Regions from separate parts of the Mus musculus genome. Here regions 2, 3 and 4 are each linked to region 1. Evidence: chromatin contacts called from public promoter capture Hi-C data. All regions are on one chromosome and are shown on one strand. Each heading gives the region's core, a stretch centred on a gene start, on an enhancer-like site or on the middle of the called end of the contact. The rest is flanking DNA. Distances are from core to core; before and after follow the strand shown. Region 1 holds the start of 5031426D15Rik (RIKEN cDNA 5031426D15 gene). Region 2 has its middle 610 kb from the start of Gm30904. Region 3 holds the start of Echdc3 (enoyl Coenzyme A hydratase domain containing 3). Region 4 has its middle 690 kb from the start of 5031426D15Rik.

Region 1 (2,670 bases), core at 47-2,546:
GACTTGTAAAATACATGTGATATTGCTTTAAAAAAGAAAAGAATATTTGTATTCTGAACACAAAATATAAAAGTTAAACAAATATTTATGGAAGGTAATCACAACCTCTTATTGACAGTAAAGCACAATATGGAAATGGGTTGATAAAGTTGAGCTGACTTTGGTAACTGATATATATATATATATAAATTCATAACATAAAGTAACTCAAGGAATAATGACAGTTGGTCTGGGACATGCTGGGATAGGGGAAATTTATCAGCCTGTTCTTAAAACACACCACCAAAAGCACCTGCCTCATACACAGCAGGGTAATGTGGGCCTGTTCTTTCTCTGTTTTCTAACATGTTTGAGAAGCAGACTGTGATGTAATCCTTCAAAACTGAGCTACCCAACTTAGAGTCTCTCCATGGAAGCTTCCCCAGGATGCTCCACACTCCATACGCTGGCTCTGGAGAACCCCAGGGTATGGTGGAGAATATCTTGGGCATATGGCTGGTGTTCTCACTTTCATCTCCTTGACTCTTCAGTTTGTTCTCTCTCTCTTTTTTTTTTCTCTCTTTTGAAATGTGGCTCATTCTAGAAGCAGCTGAATTGGTACAGACAGTACTTCTGAGGATACATCCCTGAGAATTTAGCTGCAAAGCCCAGGAGAAGTCAGATCCCTGGGAAGAAGCCAAGTGCAGATTTCAGAGAAACAGCATCCTCATGCTTGAGCAAGTTTTCCTCTCCAGATGAAACTTGTCAAATTCCCTTCATACACCCTTCTCTCTAGACAGATGGACACAGAAACGGAGATACAGATTCATGCTTATTTCGGTGTAAACATTTTTTTTTCTCCAAAGTACAGCTTTCAGAGAGTCCCCATTACTGACTCCTAAGGAATTACTCACATTTAGTCTAGCGACTCCCTCCAAGACTGTTTAACACTTCATAAGCATTTCCCTTAAGCCATAAACAACCCTGAGACAGATAACCAAGATGGTGCCTCTGATCAGACTTTGCAGGGTGACTTCTGGTTCATCTCCCATTTGATGCCGAGGACAAAGAGATATATCTGTGACTATGATTATCCACTTGGAAGGTGAGGAAATGAAGTTAAAGGCGAGAGTCTGTGAGACAGCTCTGTAGGTAAAGACATTTCTTATCAAGCCTGCCTGAGTAGGAAACTCAGAACTTACATGGTGGAAAGAGAGAGCTGATTCCAGTAAATTGCCCTTTGACCTTCATATGCATGCTATGGTACACACACACACATACATACATACACACACACACACACACACACACACACACACACACACACACATGTGCATAAAATCTTACAAAAGGTTAGCTTGTGGTAAGAGTTTCTGTCTTCTCTGATCAGTTTATAAACACCAAGTTCTTTCTCTTATGAAATCACGTGAACAATGCAAAGACCAATGGGACATCATTTCATGAGGTCTGCCTTGAACACTTCAGTGTCCTCTGAAGATGAAATCAATCACTCTGTTCTTCTCTTTTCTGCGGGAGACAAAGGGAAGGGGGGATGGGCAGAAGAGCTGAAGAGACAGGATCCATTGGCCAAAGCTTAGCTTGATGGTTAGCTAAAGCAGACCTTGTCAAGTTTAGAAGTTTCTTTGTGTGTGTGTGTGTGTGTGTGTGTGTGTGTGTGTGTGTGTATGTGTGTGTGTACAGATATGTGATTGACAACAAGTTCCTTCTCTATTGTTCTCCAACTTCCTTTTGGACACAGAGATCCACATTGGTTCTGGCGCTTGCCAGTTTATTTAACTGGCTGGTCAACAGGCCCCTAGAACACACACCCCCAGCACGAGGATGTTCCTGTTACACACGTGGTTTTTTATGTGGTTTCTGGGGCTCTGAACTCAGGATTCTCAGGTTTGGATTGCAAGCACTTTACAGGTTGATTCCTTCTCCCAGCCCTGTAACAGGGCTTCTGACAGCTTTAACTCACTGGCGAGTGCGTTCATCCTCTTAGACTCAGACAAAGGCATCGAGGGTCATCCTTCACAGAGCAGATGACTCCCAGAAGATGCGTATGCACCAAATGTTAATTCTATTATACCATTAATGTACCATTACCTATAATAAATGTCTTCCAATAAATTGCCCAGTACCATAGGTCACATAGAAATACATAAGGCAGTGCGAGTGAATCATCAGAAAGACTGGCTTAATCGTAGAGACTAAGATTGATCAGATGTGGAAAAGACTAGAAGTCCAGAGTGCCATAAAGCAAATAGAATAGGAAGAAAGTGGCTACCTTGCAGGACTTTGAGGGTCATCCTGTGGAGTATGCTATACTAAATCCTGAGGCGCTGGAGAGTGGAGTGGAGTGGGACCATTGACAGCGAGCGTGGGGAAGCACGGTCTGGCTCATTACAGGAGGATGTGAGATCTTAATGCCATCTACTGTGTGCAATCCACTTTTTGTGGTTCTTTTAGATCAGGTGGTTTACTGCCTTATCCAGTACACAGCATTTAATAAGATGGCAGAGAAGCTAGCAGCGAGGCTCACAGAAGCCAATAACCAGGTTTCAAGCCACTTTTCTTATATGCAGGGGAAAGAGATGTGTGCTCCAAGTCTGAGTTCCTCTGAGGCATATACCTACTTGACCACTTGGCAGCTGTTACCTGAGAAAAGGTAACTTCCCTAAAGAGAGA
Region 2 (2,670 bases), core at 116-2,615, 810 kb after region 1:
TGAGCGATTGGCAGTCCAACCCCTGGGCTGGAGAGTTAGGGTAGAGGGTGAGGTATGCTAGCCATACTCTGTAACAGGTAGGTACTGAGGGATGCTGGGAGAACCTGGCAGCCAGGCCTATTTTCATATGTTAAATAGTCACTTGAGCCATTTGCCCAAGGGTGAGGGTTTGAGACTTACAGTCTGGGGCTCACTAGGGTAAAATGGCTGGCCAGTGGGGCTCCGGCTCATACAGTTAAATCACATTGCATTCATTTTCTCTCTGTGTGTCTCAGTAAACTTCAGATCCATATCAAAACAGCTCCTTCTGTCTTTGGAGAATCATGCATGCCAGGCTCTGGTCCCACTTTGCTCTTTTTTCCCCCTCCCCATAGGCTGCTGTGTCTCATTTTGTAAGTCTCACTACCTCTGAAATCCCTCTGTCGTACAGGATAGCCTCAAATTCCAAGATCCATCTGTCTCTGCCAACCAAATGCTAGTAACAAAATTGTGCACAACCATAGCAGGCCCTTCTTTAATTTTAAAACATCATTTAACACCTAACTCTATGACTCCTACTTTTAAAAACGGAACAATAGAATTAAGGTTCATGAGTTTATTTTTAGCAAAGAAGAGATGCACAGACAAAGGAGACAAAAACACAAATGTGGGAATGTTTCCTTCAGGGCCAGCAAGACAGTCTATTCCATGGGGAAAGGCACTTTCTGCCAAACATGAGTTCCTATGGTCAATCACAAGGACCCACATGGTAGAAGGAGAGAAAAAGATTCCTCATATTTTTGTTCTGACCACATGAGCTCTGTGGTGGTACAAGCGCATCTCTCTCTCTCTCTCTCTCACACACACACACACACACACACACACACACGCACACACACATACACTTGCATGCACATGCACACACACTTTAAAAAAAAAATTCCTGCTTGGTATTCTCACAAGTAAAATTCTGACTTTCTTTTTATCCGATGGGCATGTTTGGAGTAATTAGAACATCTGCTCCCTGAAACTTTCACTATCAACTTCATAATAAGGCAATTTTTTTCAGTCTAGTAGCTGATGGGTGAAAAGAGCAATACTTTCATAACATAACGACGAGTACACTCTCCTTTCCTAATAAAACAGAGCACAAGCCATGCTATGAAAAACAGGACATGGGAAGGACACTGGTCCTCAACCAAAAACTCTAGGAAGATGCCACAAGGTAGCCTTTCCAAATGAGAAGCTCTGGCTCTCAGATGAGGTTTTTCAGAAGAGAATTCCAGGGTCTTGACTTTTCCCTGCCTCTACAGTGTAGTTCTGTACGATGCAGTTTAATACAGCACCAACTTCCTATGAACGGATCAGAAGCAGTTTTGAAAGTCAAATGTGCCAGGGGAGTGCTTCCTGTGCAGGGTGACAGCCATTATCCGCCCTCCTGCCTCCTCTTTAAGGCTTTCAGATACAGCAGCAATTCCATAAAGTCTTTCTATTCATCTCTGGCACGTCTATCTCTTGTCTCATTATAATTTCACTTATTTCTATAAAAGAAACTTGACAGCTACAGAACATTTGAGGGAAGAGAGGAAGGCGGGTGGTATGCGGGGGAGGAAAGAAGCAGGCAGCGAGAGGGGGGGAAGCAATCTGCACGTGGCTGTAAGTCCTCAGAGAACCCCTTTGGGTGACACCTTCAGAAAGGACTGCATAACAGCCATATGGCAGCATGGTCCCTTGGCATTATTTGCAGTTGCCTAGAGGCTTCTGGGTAAATGGGATAAAGTCCCTGCCACTAGCATAACAAAGGGGAAGCTCCCCCCACCCACCCCCACCCCAGCAACAGTATACACAGCTTCCTACAGTTATCCTGAGCAGGGATTCTGGCACCTGTAACTCCATCTGTGTACATTAAAAGTTATATGTGCGTATTTGAAGCGGCAAGTTCTTGCTAAGTTGTGCATCCATTTCTTTCCTAATTCTAAAAAGAAAAATTTTAAATGAAGCAAAGGAGGCTGTCAGCTCTAAGTCTTTGCTCCCATCATACTTACATGCTAATCCCCAGCGTGATGCTTTCTGGAGATAGGCTCTTGGGAGTTAAAAAGGTCATGAAGCTAGAGTCCTCTTGAGGGGAATTGCTACCCTGGTAAAAGGCAAAATAAAAACTTTGCTATTTATGCTCAGAGCACAAAAGAAACAAGAAGCATCCAACATCCTTTAACACAGCAGCAACTCTTACTAAGAACCCAACTGCACAGGCACCCTAATGTCAGACCTGTAGTCCCAGCTATGAGAAATAATCTCTATCCCATTAATTCTCTTGGTCTATGATGCTTTGTTATAGTAACATAAACTGACTAGAGAAACTCTCTATAACTTTTACATAACTGCATCCCTCTAAATATGAATTCCTAGCATACCCACATCCTTAAGCAACACCTCATAGAAACAAGAAAAAAAATAATAAGATTTTCATGCATGCATGTGTGTTTATGTCTATATATGTTCAGAGATACACATGTGTGAACAAATTCACATACATCTGAGCATGGGCGTGTGGAGACTAGTAGACAACCTCTGTGTTATTTCTTATGTGCATCCCACTACTTTGAGACAGATTTACTTACTGACTTTGGTTGCATGGGCAGGCTTGTAAATTTAGCCATCCCTGTGTCCACCTTCCCATTGCTGGATGAT
Region 3 (2,670 bases), core at 117-2,616, 720 kb before region 1:
TGGCGCACGCCTTTAACCCCAGCACTTCAGAGGCAGGAGCAGGCAGATTTCTGAGTTCAAGGCTAGCCTGGTCTATAGAGAGAGTTCTAGGACAGCCAGGGCTACACAGAGAAACCCTGTCTCAAAAAAAAAAAAAAAATCAGAAAGGAAGGCTCTACATTTCAGAGCCCCCTAAGGCTCTCTTTGGGAGTGTTTCTATCTCTGTTGATGGCCAAGGAGTCCACAGGAAATGGGATTGCTCTTTAGTTACTGAGCCCCACCAATGCTTAGCCCCTGTGGTGGCCACCCATGGTTGTCTGTAGGGAGTTAGGGGACAGACAGAATATGGGCACCTTGGATGGGTATCCGCAGACCTGTGTGCTAAGCTCCTTAAAGGCTGTAGTAATAGAGAGGTCTGAGGGTGAAGGGGAGGTGTGGGGAGAGCCAAAGGCCAGAGGTTGGCTCTCCATTCTTTTGGAGGACCACATAAAAGTTTGGGTGAGGATTAAAAAGTGAAACATGATCTTCTAGGGTTAAGAAGAGCTATTTACTGGAGTAGGGGGCATATCACTTAAACAGCTCCACCTGTAGCTCTTAAACAAGGAAACGTAGCTCTTCACAGCCTTGTGCTGCCCAGGCCTGAAAAGGGTCTTCATTACATCCAGGTTGTGCACGGATTCAAACAAAACTTTAAGGCTTTTAGGTTTGTGGCACAAGGGGGCAGAGATCAGGGCATGTGCCCTGTATCCTTACTTATTGACCTCCCCCACCCTGCATTTCAGCATGCCCTTAACCCTGGAGCCTGCTGATTTTGTTTGTAAGGGCATGGATCTTTTGTGATAGGCTTTCTTGGAGGTCATGGCAACGGCTGTTGCGATAGATGTGTGCTCATGCCAGCAGAAATGTTCAGAAACGACTGGGCAACTGGGCACGGTAGCCGTGTTAGGGGGCCACCAGGAAGTTTTCACTTACAACCCTCACATGTGCCTCGTATTAGTGTGCACAGGGAAGGGACACCTGTAAACTCAGTATGCAAGGATTCCTCCACCAAAGATGTCATCTTTTCGAGATGAAATCGAAAAGAACAGTGACAAATAACTCAGGATTAGTGGCGGCAAGGCCTGTTGATCCCGAGTCCTGGCTCCCAACTCCAGGGAGAGCCCTGGCACTGCCTGCAGGCTGACCTGATTCCGTCCTGCTGTCGCGTGCTGGTGAGCCTTGGCTCTGACTCCGACCCCGCAGGTCCTGCTGACCCTGGGCTGCAGAAGCCGGCGGAGAGAGGGGCCCATGGGTTGCGCCTGAGCCAGCTGGGCCACTTCACCCCAAAGGCCCGAAGGCCTGCGACCACAGCCATTGCAGCCAAGAAAAGCAAGGTTGACTGTGCAAGCAGCCTAGGCCTCGGGTTTTTCCCTTTTAGACCTGGTCACTCAGAGCCCCGCCTTCAGGGCCCCACCCCCAAAGCCCTGCCCCGGTGTCCTTCTCCTGGAGCCACGCCCCCAAACCCGGGCTGCGAAACTAGTGGAGCGGGGCGGGTGGGGTGGAGGGGCTCGGGGCCCTGCCCTGGGTGTAGGTCACAGAATGAAACTCATTTGCCAGAGCCAGTGATTTGTTTGATTTAGTCAGGCTGTGAAGGAGTTTAAGGGAGGGGAGAACTGGGTTGGCTCGTTTCTTTGTGTAGCGACACCAGGAATGTGCCGGATGTTGTGAAATGAGTGTCATCCGGTGATGAGTGGCAGGAGCTATGTACCACATTGCTGCGCCCACGCCTCCCACAGGAAACTCTCCTATGCCTTGTGGGTGATCCTGGATCACAAGGAGTGTTTAGCCTACTATAACTTTGAATGTTTTGCATCTTCCCGTGCAGACGCGGGAGACCGGTATTTATAGCTTGGGCTTTCCACATTCGCCCAGGGGAAGCCTGGAATCCGTTTCAGGATCCCAGTGGCTAGATGAGAGGCATATCCTACAGTGAAAGGCTTTTAAGTAAATCCTTGCGGTGTGGTAATTCTTGCAAATGTGGGTATTTGTGGGAGACACAGAATAAATAATCTTAGCTCTTAAGATCTTGTTGCTTCTAGAGGGAGGTGCCATCCCAGGAGCCCGAACTCTTTCCCAATGGGTTCTGCAAGGATAACAGTATATACAAGATATACAGTATATACAATACATTCATTAAATCTCAGAAAGTAAAAAGATTTACAAGGGTGTCCTATAAGATGACCAACCTGCAAGGCATTGAAGGGGCATCAGGGATGCAGCCTCTGTGAGTCTTATGTGTGCTGCTGTGGGATTTTAATCCATGCAGCTGCCTTTGAGTCTTTTGTGCTCCTGCAAGTAGCTCCTCACCCCTACCTACAGAGGTAACCCCAGTAGACTTACCGGTTCCCTAAGCTAGCCTTGGGTAGAATCGTTTCTTTGCTCTGTGGATGTCATCCTAGAAAAAGTCACACAAGGGGCTTGTTTTTTCCTTTTGTTTTGAAACGGGGTTTCTCTATGTAGTCTTGGCTGTCCTGGAACTTGGGTAGCCTCAAACCCACAGAGATCCACTTGCCTCTGCCTCGTGAGTGCCGGGATTAAAAGCATATACCGTCACTGCCCACTGCGAAGCTGTCATCCTCAGCTTTATAACAGGACAAAACAGTGTATAAGGTGATATTTCAAAATATCATTGAAGACTCTCCCACTACCCTT
Region 4 (2,670 bases), core at 92-2,591, 690 kb after region 1:
TGGTATTCTCAAATACAAGTCAAAATTAAATGATTCTTTTCAATCCATTATGGGATATTGTTTTACAAATATACCCACTGCATATTTATAGTAGCTATTCTTCTTAAAAATGTGAATGAGCAATTTCCATACATTTCAAAGAAAAAAGAATATATACTTTTAGTGTCATATTATAGTCATATTCCCAAGATGAAATAAGAAGGTATTTAAAAATGTCTAATCACTGTCTACAACTAACAGGATATCTTTGTTGTGATAACAGCGAATCTGGTGAGTTTAGACTCATATTTTACTTTTAAGTACTTACTCAAGAGATTGTAATCATGTGTATTTTTTTAAAAATGTGTTTACCCTCTCAACTTGCTAGTAAATTTCTCTTTCACACCGTGGTGCATCTGTAAGCATCTGAAGTGTTTCTCCCAGTTGCATCTAGTTTTAAATTAAAAGTGCCTAGATGAATGGGAATTTATTGCAATCTAATACACTTCCTTTCCACTTTTTTATGATGTCATGATGTTTCTGAGATCTTTATGGCCATTAATTACTTGTGTTTTTATGATATTGCAATAATCTAGAAGGGAAAGAACATATTTTTCTCTGTACTTAAGCAGAATCAAAGAGCAGGAAAAGCAGTTTCAGTAAATTGTTAATATCTTTCCTGAGACAGGGTATATCAGCATCCCACTTTGACCTAAATGATAGGACTGTGCTCCACACAGTAACCACACCACCATATTTCTTTTTTTTTAAATTTTAAATATCCATATTGAATTAGTAGTTATACAGAACTTAACCAATATTTTTAAAGACAAAAATTAACCAAGCTAAAAGGCTGTTAAAATCATGGCATCCCAGAGTTGTAGGAGGATCATCTTCCACAGATGGTATATGTTACAAAACAGGTTTCTCTTGATTTGGTACAAAAGCAAGTAGCTTTGTTTCTCTAAGCACTGGTGATTTAAAAATATTCTAAAGGTAAATATTTAAGTGAGGTTATTCCTGCAGCTCTGGAGACTTGTTTATAATATTTTAAAACTTGAAAATTCCCTTGTAATGACCTTACGTTGACTTAGTATGAATTTACATTTCTCAAGAAAACTGAGTAGTGGATTCATCATTTGCTGTTGCTGAGATTATGCCTATTCCTGTGTGCTTAGGCAGACTGGACGTTCAGTAATAAAGTAAACCACTTAAAGCAGAAAGGTCAATAGAGCAAGCCAGTAGGGACGGCCAACTAAATGTCAGTACTCTGGGAATGAAAAAGAAGCACAGTCCCCTCTAGATCCTTCTACTGCAAAAGCTGGCCCACGATGTGAAACCCTCCCAGACAGTGGCAAGAAGCCCAGAAATCGGAAGCACCTGACTCCTTCAAGCCAAGAATCTCTGGATGAGAAAGCTGGGTAAGCACTGGGAAAAGCGCCTCGTTCTAACAGCACAGATGGCCACAGCCATGGCTGCCAAATGGCTCACTGGGTCTGACAAAGGAGACAGGTGATCAAATAGACAAAGGCTGAAATGACCGCTCTAAATAGTACTGGAGAATGTGACAGGACCCGGGATAGAGGCAAAAACTGACAATTCATGGAATTGATTGTTGTCTACCTGACTGCTTGTCCCTTGGACATCTGTCTTCCCCCGCTCTTGGATGTCTTAGGCTTCTCAAGTAGAGATCAGGTGCTTGCACAGATGATATGCTGGGTTCCTGCTGGGTGGGGAGTAAATCACTGGGTTCTGTCAGTTACTGCATCTCAATGATCAATAGGACTGTGAGAAAGTCACCATTTCACTGGTGTGAAAGAGTTCCCTGCCTCAAACAGTGAGTCAGTTTCACAAATATAAATGGATGCCATTCAAGATCTATAAACAAGTTGAAACACTGGAGGAGATACTGAAGATATAGATGACAGTTTATAATAGGCCAACCCTATCAAATAATTAATATAAATCACAGTTCTTTTCCTTTTAGTTAGACTCTTCTGGAACAAAGTTATCTTTTTGCCAATTATTATTGTTTTGGATTCACCTTTTACATGTGCATGCACATTGTATACATTTATATGTTTAAGTTCATAGCCATATGAGTATGCATGCCAATGTAGTCAACCTTGATTGTCTTTCCTAAGGCCTATTATGAACTTTTTAATTTAAAATTATATACATATACATTTACACGGCCCATAAGTATTCAGGCATGGATAAGGCAAGGACTCAGGGGATCCTACACTTCATGACTATACTATTAGCTAGCAACACCTTCATGGAGTAGAGAAATCATTGCCTTAAGTCCTGTACCAACTGATGACCCTACCACAGTCCAATGGAATCTTCCAATATAGTGGTCATGCAGATGTCCCGGGTAGTTATGTGTGTATGCATGCATGCACATCTATGTATAAGAACACAGACATGAGATTGTCATGGCACACTTCAGAGGGAGGACAACTTTGAGTGTTGGTCGTCCCCTTCTGTCTTGTTCAAGAGGAAGCTTTTGTCCACCACCGTGTACAACAGTGTCAGTGATTCACAAACCTCTAGAGATTCTGTCTTCACGTCCCATCTTCCTGTGGGAGCACAGAGATCACAGATGTCCACCATCACACTCAGATGCTCCCTGGTTTCTGAGGGCTTAAGCTTAGCTCTTCACATTGGTGTGGCATGTGCCTTACATAC

What was found. Promoter capture Hi-C pulls out the DNA fragments that hold promoters and counts their contacts.
Region 2: a contact with region 1 is called in a promoter capture Hi-C map of hippocampal neurons, with 3 times the contacts expected there. The contact joins the enhancer-like site here to the promoter of 5031426D15Rik in region 1. A contact is called at or near these places in 9 of 39 promoter capture datasets (the 3T3-L1 cell line, cranial neural crest, hematopoietic stem and progenitor cells and 6 more).
Region 3: a contact with region 1 is called in a promoter capture Hi-C map of embryonic stem cells, with 3 times the contacts expected there. The contact joins the promoter of Echdc3 here to the promoter of 5031426D15Rik in region 1. A contact is called at or near these places in 7 of 39 promoter capture datasets (the 3T3-L1 cell line, 3T3-L1-derived adipocytes, embryonic stem cells and 3 more).
Region 4: a contact with region 1 is called in a promoter capture Hi-C map of hippocampal neurons, with 2.9 times the contacts expected there. The contact joins the enhancer-like site here to the promoter of 5031426D15Rik in region 1. A contact is called at or near these places in 7 of 39 promoter capture datasets (3T3-L1-derived adipocytes, the C10 cell line, the HPC-7 cell line and 3 more).

What each region holds. Positions count from the first base shown.
Region 1 is chr2:6,927,426-6,930,095 of GRCm38.p6, forward strand. 5031426D15Rik (RIKEN cDNA 5031426D15 gene) reads right to left here and starts at 1,297. Exons shown (of 1, transcript NR_027890.1): 1 at 1-1,297. It also overlaps a transcript of Celf2 not described here.
Region 2 is chr2:7,732,921-7,735,590 of GRCm38.p6, forward strand. No RefSeq gene overlaps it. Among named protein-coding and RNA genes, the nearest start is that of Gm30904, 610 kb to the right of the region's middle. Within about 2 kb of position 1,366, at least 21 of the 459 cell types and tissues checked have an H3K27ac peak or open chromatin away from gene starts, as enhancers often do. A contact at or near this core is called in hippocampal neurons, where this site is marked.
Region 3 is chr2:6,211,628-6,214,297 of GRCm38.p6, forward strand. Echdc3 (enoyl Coenzyme A hydratase domain containing 3) reads right to left here and starts at 1,367. Exons shown (of 5, transcript NM_024208.4): 1 at 1,164-1,367. The coding sequence starts at 1,333. All of the region lies in intron 1 of A230108P19Rik (RIKEN cDNA A230108P19 gene), which reads left to right.
Region 4 is chr2:7,618,775-7,621,444 of GRCm38.p6, forward strand. No RefSeq gene overlaps it. Among named protein-coding and RNA genes, the nearest start is that of 5031426D15Rik, 690 kb to the left of the region's middle. Within about 2 kb of position 1,342, at least 29 of the 459 cell types and tissues checked have an H3K27ac peak or open chromatin away from gene starts, as enhancers often do. A contact at or near this core is called in hippocampal neurons, where this site is marked.